Linked DNA regions of Rattus norvegicus: region 2 is linked to region 1. A link is a contact called in public Hi-C data. All regions are on one chromosome and are shown on one strand. Each heading gives the region's core, a stretch centred on a gene start, on an enhancer-like site or on the middle of the called end of the contact. The rest is flanking DNA. Distances are from core to core; before and after follow the strand shown. Region 1 overlaps D430041D05Rikl (RIKEN cDNA D430041D05 gene like). Region 2 holds the start of Cstf3 (cleavage stimulation factor subunit 3).

Evidence for each region. Hi-C and Micro-C count contacts between places; a contact is called where the count stands out from the background.
Region 2: a contact with region 1 is called in a Hi-C map of psoas muscle, with 2.1 times the contacts expected there. The contact joins the promoter of Cstf3 here to the enhancer-like site in region 1. A contact is called at or near these places in 6 of 12 Hi-C or Micro-C datasets (the A7r5 cell line, Schwann cells, frontal cortex and 3 more).

Annotation. Positions count from the first base shown.
Region 1 is chr3:110,967,316-110,971,500 of GRCr8, forward strand. It overlaps D430041D05Rikl (RIKEN cDNA D430041D05 gene like), which reads right to left. Exons shown (of 21, transcript NM_001419547.1): 20 at 3,941-4,092; 21 at 1-133. Among named protein-coding and RNA genes, the nearest start is that of C3h11orf91, 30 kb to the left of the region's middle. Within about 2 kb of position 2,201, at least 2 of the 93 cell types and tissues checked have an H3K27ac peak or open chromatin away from gene starts, as enhancers often do.
Region 2 is chr3:111,419,598-111,423,782 of GRCr8, forward strand. It overlaps Cstf3 (cleavage stimulation factor subunit 3), which reads left to right and starts at 1,694. Exons shown (of 17, transcript NM_001077672.1): 1 at 1,694-1,857. The coding sequence starts at 1,831.

The DNA.
Region 1 (4,185 bases), core at 951-3,450:
CAGAGGGCACAGGAGCCTGCTCTAGGCTGGGGTGAAGGTTGGTTGGCTGGCTATACTGGCGAGGGAGCCTGGAGGGGGAGCTCTGTTGATAACGTGACCGGGGGTAGGCCTCAATGTACCCAGGAAGAGGGACCTGAACAAGAGGTTGGGAGAGAAGAGAAGACTTAGGTTAGGAGGAAGCACAAGGCAAAAGATACACTCAATATCAGAAGCAGGAAGTAACTGAGGTCAAGAAAAGAGACTTAGAGTAGAACTGTAATCATGGGCTATAGCCATCCAAACCTGCAGTCAGTTTCTTTAGCAAACAGCTAGTAGCCTTGGATCCACTAAATATGATATCTGGATAAATTAAATAGATGTCTTTCAACCTTGCCAAAAACATTAAGAATATACCAGAGCTCACAGTTGAATGATCACAGCTTTCTTTTTAGTATAAGCACAACTGAGTAAACAGAAGTGCTGTAGTTTTTACTAATAACAATGGCTAATATCCATTGAGCCCTAATGGTTTTCACACAGTATCTCATTTAGTTCTGCAAGCAGCAATCTGCTAGTAGGCGTCGTTATCCTCGTTTCATAGGTGACAACAATGAAGCAAAGGACATGGCCATCTAAGGAAGCGGCCACTATGCCACAAAGACATGCTGTACACAGGTGTACCTGGCCCCAAGCACAGAGAATTAATTCGTGCACTACAGTGTTTTTGATATGGGTTCACTATCACACTGTTGAAAAAAATAAACAAAACTCCTTTCATTGCAAGTGGAGACACATCATTCTTTACCTAACCGTATGGAAATCTCTGAGTGAGGCAAACAAAAGATGTCGAATCCTGGAATGTCTTGCCCACAGAAATAGTACCTTATGTGGAATGGTCTACAAAGACCTTCACATCCCCGGATGCTGGCTGGAACACTGGATAAATGAGTACAGAGGACACAGCGGGGCATGCTGTGCACAGTGCCATGGGGCAGGCACAGAAAACGTGCAAGGAAAATGTTTCTGGGTTCAAGAGGCTGGGTAGGAAGGCCAGACAGATGGGAAAACAAGAGCAAAAGGGGTACAGAGGTGAGGGGTGGGCTGAGTGGGAATTATGTCCCTAAGGTGTCCTATCTAAAAGCAAGTGAATGCTAGTCCACAGAGCTTCTTTAAAGCATCTACCCACTGCCTTGGACACACTTGTGAGAAGTAAAGGCTGGATCTCTGTCGTGGGCCTGATGACCACTCAGGCATCATGTGCACCACGTGCTGTCCCACTCACGGTGCAGCATGCTGGCCTTAGTGGTCTCCACAGATGTCTCCTGACTTCCGGGATTACAGACATGCACCACCATAGCTGGCCTCCTTCCCCATTAACAAACATGCTCATCTGGGGTCACTGAAGAGGACGGAACATGATAGCTGTCTTAATCTCTTCAGCCTACTCTAACGAAACATCACCGGCTAGGGAACTTGTAAAGAACAGTTACTTCATATACTCAGGAAGGCTGGGGACTCCAGTGTCTGGTGAGAGGCTTCTTTCTTAACTACTGCCTTTTCCTGTCACCCACATGACAGAAGCAGCAGGCAGCTATATGGAGACTTCCTCTATAAGAACATTTATCCTGTTCTCAAGTGTCTCTCCTCACAAACCAACCACCTCCCCAAGACCTACCTACTAAAGACATCATCATGGCATTGTGGAATTTAGAACAAGAATCACGAAGAGGACGCAAACATTCAGACATTTTGGATAGGGGAGTACACGGCAGGAGGCTGGCTACTCTGACGGTCCCTCTTTAGAGGGTAGGTTTCTGAGACCATGGGCTGGGAAGCCTTCATGGGTGTCAGCAGAAGAGAAGCCAAGGTCTGGGTGGATCTGGCAGAAATGGGCTCTGAGGCTGCTTCAGTGGCCCAGGTGAGGCCAAGAGGACCCACTCAAAGGAAATAATTGCACTGATGCCTTAAGTTTGAGTTTGGGATTTAAATTTCACCACAGGGACTTTGTAAATAAATAAAAAGGGAGTCTCTGCACACATGGACTGGAAGGTTGTCCCCACACTATGGAGGGAGTCCAGGTTTGGACTGTCCCACTTATCCAGCCACAAGAGCTAAGAATATATGGGTGACTGGAACTGACCAAGTACCAAGGTCAGAATACAGGAAGTCTTTAAGGTCACAGCTCAAGTTTCCATTCTTTCTGGGACTTTTCCCAGCCTGACACCAGCCAAGTGTTTCCATGTAGTTCTCTGGTGTGGTGGACATTCCTCCTGGGGCCATCACCACCTGTCTCAGTCCATCAGTTTTGTGAAGGCAGGCTCCTTCCACCCCCCCAACTTTCTCTCTGCTTGTCCCATGCTCACAATTAAGCCTAGTATAATTCTCCCAGAGCCTGGGGTTCTAGGCACAGTTAAGAAATCACCGAAGGGTGGCCAGTAGGTGCCAAATGTGTGGGGAGGAAGCTGCTAACATTTCACATTTAGCTAACTGCATGAACCAGAGTACAGAGAGTCAATACACAACCCCTTCTGTGACATCAAGCCTTCATGCTAGTGGTTAGAATCAGCAAGGGACAGCCCAACTGGAGTGGTCTCAGGAATGGAGAAGATGAGAAACTAAGCTTTTTGTAGGCTAGCATTATTACGCTTTGCTGTCCGAAATCCAGGACAGCAAATACTACTCCTTGACAGACGTCATCAATCGATCACAGCACAAGCTCCTGTTAAGCCTATGTTGTGATTCTGAATGTAAACTGTACTTCACAGGCTTGTGTATTCGAACTTGATCTTCAGCTAGTGGTGATTTTTCAGAAGGTTCTAAAATCTTTTAGAGGTGGGAGAAGGAATAGAGAACATTCATTTCAGAAATACTCTCTATGCAATGTGGCAAGTAGTTTTATATTTTAGAAACCAAAGATGTAAGCTTTGGTCAATAGGAAGGTTTATACACATAGGATCAACAACAGTTGAAACTTGATGTAACTACCTGCTGCAGGGTATGATGATCCCAGGGCTTTGGACAAAGATATTGCCAGAGTTCAGTGTCAAGGTGTTTCCCAATGCTAGGAATGTATTCCAAAGCATGCAGAGGCCAATGCTGAGAGTGACCAAAGCATGCAGGGACTGTGGAGTTCAGCTGGGGGAGTAGCCTTCCCAGTCTATACCAGGTGAGCTTAGGAACCAAGGACAGCATAGGTGGCTCTGCTTTTGTATCTTTTTATTTTTTTGCATGGCCACGTCTGGTAACTCCAAAGGCAGTTCTCACATTCCTATATAGATTGAAGGGAATTCTTGTGTCACATTCCTGTGTGGATTGAAGGGAGATATCAAATGACCAGGACAAACAAAGCCTTAGGTAGAAGTCAAGCAGGAAGTCTTGGGATCTACCATACAGTGGTTTCAGGGTTCCTGAGGCTTCATTTGCTGACATTTGATCTAAACTTTTATAGAATGTGACAACTGAGAGAAACAAGTTAATAAACACTTCAAAGTGAATTACGACCCTGGTCTTCGCTCTTTTCTAGATGCGTGGCCTTACATGCTATATATCACACGACTAAAGCCTCAGTTTCCTTACCTGCAAAATGGGAGTAGTCATGGGGATCACAAAACTCACTTGATCAAACTGTCGTGAAGATTAAACAGGACAGTATAATGAAACATCTAACATGGGGTCTGACAGAAGAACACTAAACACATGGTAGTTACTACTGTAAAACTTACTTGGTTGAAGCCACCCTGTTAGGAAGAGGTTGAATGCATACCAGAAGACAAGTTCAGACTCCTCCATCAGAGGTCACATGCCTTACCACACAACCTCTTTTAAAATCCTCACTTCATCCAGCAGCGTGGTGAGAGGGGCCCCCGAGGGAACCAGACGCTGATCTTTGCCTTTCATCTCATTTTCTCCCCAAGCTGTGTCTAACAAGGGGCGTTTTATGGGAGCATCACGAGGGTCTCACCGAATCAGCCCACTGGCTAGGGAGCTCACTGTCTCCTGCATAGGACATCCAGGCCTGGCTCCTGTAGGACGGCGGTGGAGTTGGGATGAAGTAGCCGGTGAAGCCGGGTCTGTTGGCAGCTGGGATGGCAAACACCGCTGGCACCGTGTTACCTGCACAGAGGAAGTGGCTGGAAGGTCAGGAGAAGCTGGACTCTGGATCCAGACCCCGACCCAACAAGAACCAAGTAGACGCCGTTTCACAGA
Region 2 (4,185 bases), core at 444-2,943, 450 kb after region 1:
AGGAAACAGCAGCCACACCTTTGTTTCAGGGTGTTGTTCTGATCACCTTGCAGCCACACCTTTATTTCAAAAGTATATTGTGATCACCTGTTGCTCCGACCACCTTGTTCCAATCACCTTGCAAGCATGGCTTTGCTTCAGATTGTAATGAACAACTTGTTATGCTTATGTTCGGCTTCCGTAGCCTCCCCAATTTGCCTGCAAAATCCTCCATTTGGCAATCTTCTACTCCTGGACTATAAAATGGTGTATCTTCCCCACATCCAAGGCTGATCTCTCGAACCCAGCCCTTAGAGACAGCCTGTGTGCATGGATTTTAAAAAAGCTTGTTTTAATTAATTTGGTCATGATTTGGGTTAGTGGTCTTTCTGCTTGTATCTGTGGCATTAACAGCATCCTCTAGATGTTTTGATGAATACGCACACAGATGCACACATATATACATACATAAGCTATTTTATATTCTGCACTTTTTGGGCTTAATTTCGTGGATATCTTTAGAGTTATATATTTATCTTGTGTATGTCTATGCGTTTGTGAGTGCAGAAGTTTACATGCCATAGTGCATGTGTGGAGGTTAAAGAACAACTTTCTGGAGTCAGTTCTATCCTGTCAACTCATCGAATGCTAGTAGGATCAAACTCAGGCTTTTAGGACATCACAGCAAGCACCTCCATTCTTCGAACCACCCTGACTCATTGTGGATATTTTTATAAGTCAGTTACATCAGCAACAGTTTAAAAAATTGACTCTCCATTGTAAAAGACTTCTGAAATATTCAGACCTCCATTATCAAATGTTGCAGTGACTCCTAATATATGTACATGTGATTCACGCGACTGTTTGCTTAAAAGGTGAAATAGAAAGTTCATAGGCCCTTGTCGTCCTGGAGCCTTACAGGACTCGAACTCACAGAGATCCACCCTGCCTCTGTCCCCAGGGTGCTGTGATTTAAGGCCTAAGCCAAAAGAGAGGGTTTTTTTTTTTTTTTTTTTTTTTTTTAATTAAATCTCAGCTGCTGTTGTTATTCTTATCTTTAGGTAAGGAAACAGAGACAGAGAGAATGCAAATTGCCCAGGTTACTCTAGTGAGGTGAGAAGTCTGGGTACAAAGCAACATTTCGTACTATCCGTACTATCACCGCAATTTTGCAGACAAGAAACCATAGTGAGACGCTAAACTAAAATCCCGGGTCTGGTAGTGAACGGTGACAGCAAAAGTTAATACGAACTAGATTTGTTCCTCTCACCCCCAAGAAAAGAAAGTGTACAGAATGCCTTAGTAGACTCCTTATCCCCTAAACACGAGAGGTATTCACTAGCTCTCAACGCTGTTCCCTAAAATGGTCAGTTTGCCTGTACTGAGCGGATTGGCAGTCAGGCTTCAACGGGGAGGAGCCTGGCTCTGCAACTCAGTAATTAAATTCCAAGAAGCGCGGGAGCTCCCAGGCCAATCGGCTGGATCTTTCCGGCCGTCCTCAGAAATCTGGACAGCGGCGTCATCAGTTCCGGGCCGTGACGTTAGCTCACGCGCTGAGCCCGCCCCCTGGGATCGCTCTGCGCTTGTGCACCTCCAATAATCCGGGAGTTGAGCCTCAGCCCCGCCCATTGTCCCGGAAGTGAATACGGAAGCGACTCACACCCCCTCAGCCGGCTGGGGCGCAGCCATTTTAATTCATATCTGAGTGGGCGGTGGCGATTTTTGCGGCGGCTCTGGCTCCGAGGGACAAGGGGTAGCGTTACTGGTTTTGGTGGGGTTGTTTTTAGTTTAAAATTTTCCTTTCTAGCTTCCCATTGCCGGCCCGTGTGTACGTTGTAATCCTCTGAGGCCATGTCAGGAGACGCAGCCGCGGAGCAGGTGAGGAACGGGAGCGGTGGGGCCTCGTGGCGACTTCTCTCTCTGGCCTGTGGGTGCGAACACTCCAGCCCTGTTCGCGTGAGGAAGGGCCCTGGGGATCTAGTGAATCCCGGGGTCGGAAGCACAGCTCCTGAGGTCTCCCAGATTTTGACTTTTCTGTGGCGTTCACACGAAGTATTTGACTTAGACAATAGCTGAGACGTTGCTTCGCCCTGTTCGTTGCACTTTCTTCGGTCGGGACGGTTTATTTCATACCATTTTAGTGTTCCGGTAGTACCGGATTATTTTAACGTATATCTGCGTTGGCAATATTTCTCTCCTCTGCGCCCCAGTCTGCTGTCCCCAGAAATAAAAACTAAACCAATCTGGAAAATTCGGCCCCCGAGAGAGCGAAGGTTAAAAGTAGCAGTCCAGAAGTAGAGCATGGCTCTTCCGAGCTTTGGTGGAATTTTGCTTTCTTTCTCTCTCGTCAAGGAAAACGTTGTTTTTGCTTTTACGAGCACGCAAACATTGCAGAATTTGGTAAATTGAAAACTGGAAATGTGCTTTAGTCACTGTAGGTACCATCTGTTTGGATGGTAGATATGAATGATATCTAAGTATTTTACAAATTGGATTTTTAGATATGAGATCTCACCCTTTTACTGCTTGTTTGTTTATTTTGGATAGGGTTTTACTGAGTAGCCCTGACTAGGCAGGACCTTCTGACAGGCTTGCTTCCTTGGCCTCTAGTGCTAGGGTTATCTGGGAATACTGGCGTGCATCTTCATGTTGGGTTCTTTTGCTCTTTTATATCCTAAATTTTGTAGGCTAGTGTTTGCTTTTTATTGTAAAAAACAAAAATGACTATGAAAGATGTGTGTTTTGATCTTGATCCTAGTATATTTAGTTCTAAAAGAAAGGTGGTCCTACAAAGTTCTAAATTTCCTATTGCTATAGTAACGGAATACACTTGTATTTTTTTTCCTTTTCTTTTTTCCCCAAATCCCCACCTTATAAAGTAAAAATTATTGGAGGTTGATGGATGAGGTAAAATAGGACTGTATGTTAATGAAGTGTAGGTAAATTAGAACTTAATTACTTTGGGAAGTCTTGGCAGTGCTTTTGTATTTTATCTAATGTTAGGGTGCCCACGAATGCAATGTCTTTGAATTATTTTACTTACTAAAACTGTTTCTTTTACTCTGCTCTTCCAGGGCTGGCATTTTTATTTTCTGAAAGGAAGGAGTGGTGTTGAGGTTTCTTTGGATGTGTCTGGAATTCACTGTTTTACATAAATTTGTAAAGACAAAAATATTGCCGTGGTTTTGTTTTAGAACTGTGTGGGTTTTAGTTTTTGTTTTGGTCATACTATTCCACCCCAGGTAGAAATTGAACCTCGGGACCTTGTGCATGCTGGGAAGTACTCAACCGCTGAGTTCAAAGCCTTAATCACAACACAGTGTGCCATATTTCTATGAAAACAACTGTGATGAGACCTTATAAACCTTCATTCTCCAAACCCCTTTTATTTTGACAGTTGTCACTATGTAGTCCTGGCTGGCATGGAACTTGCTATGCTACATAGACCAGGCTGTCTTCGAATTCATGGAGGTCACCCACCTCTGCCTTGCTGAGTGCTAGGAGGAAAGATGGTACACCACCACATCTAGGAGGAAAGATGGTACACCACCACATCTAGGAGGAAAGATGGTACACCACCACATCTAGGAGGAAAGATGGTACACCACCACATCTAGGAGGAAAGATGGTACACCACCACATCTAGGAGGAAAGATGGTACACCACCACATCTAGAAGGAAAGATGGTACACCACCACATCTAGAAGGAAAGATGGTACACCACCACTTTTAGGAGGAAAGATGGTACACCACCACAATAGCCTTTGTAAGATTTAGTTACTCTGTGACTCAGGCAGGCCTTAGATGCAATCTTTCAGCCTCAGCACCTGTAACAGGTATTCCGCCTTTGAATTTTATTACACAGTTTATAACAAAAAAAAGTTGAAGGAAAAACTCATGAACACCCATTATAATTTTCACCAAATCCAACAATGGTTACAGGGTTTGTCGTATATATGTGGTATTGCATGTATGTGTTCATATACATATTTCTTGTGTATGGCAGTGCTGTGGCTTTAAAGGTAGGATCTTGCTCATATTAGGCAAGCTCTACTATTGACTATTGATATATTTTTTTCTCCATAACGCATTTCTTTGAAAGTTGACATATCAAACTTCATTCCAAACTATTTCAACATTCTCTTATGTAATGACATTAATTGTGTAACATTTCTGGCTGTCCTGGAACTCCATTGATAGATCAGG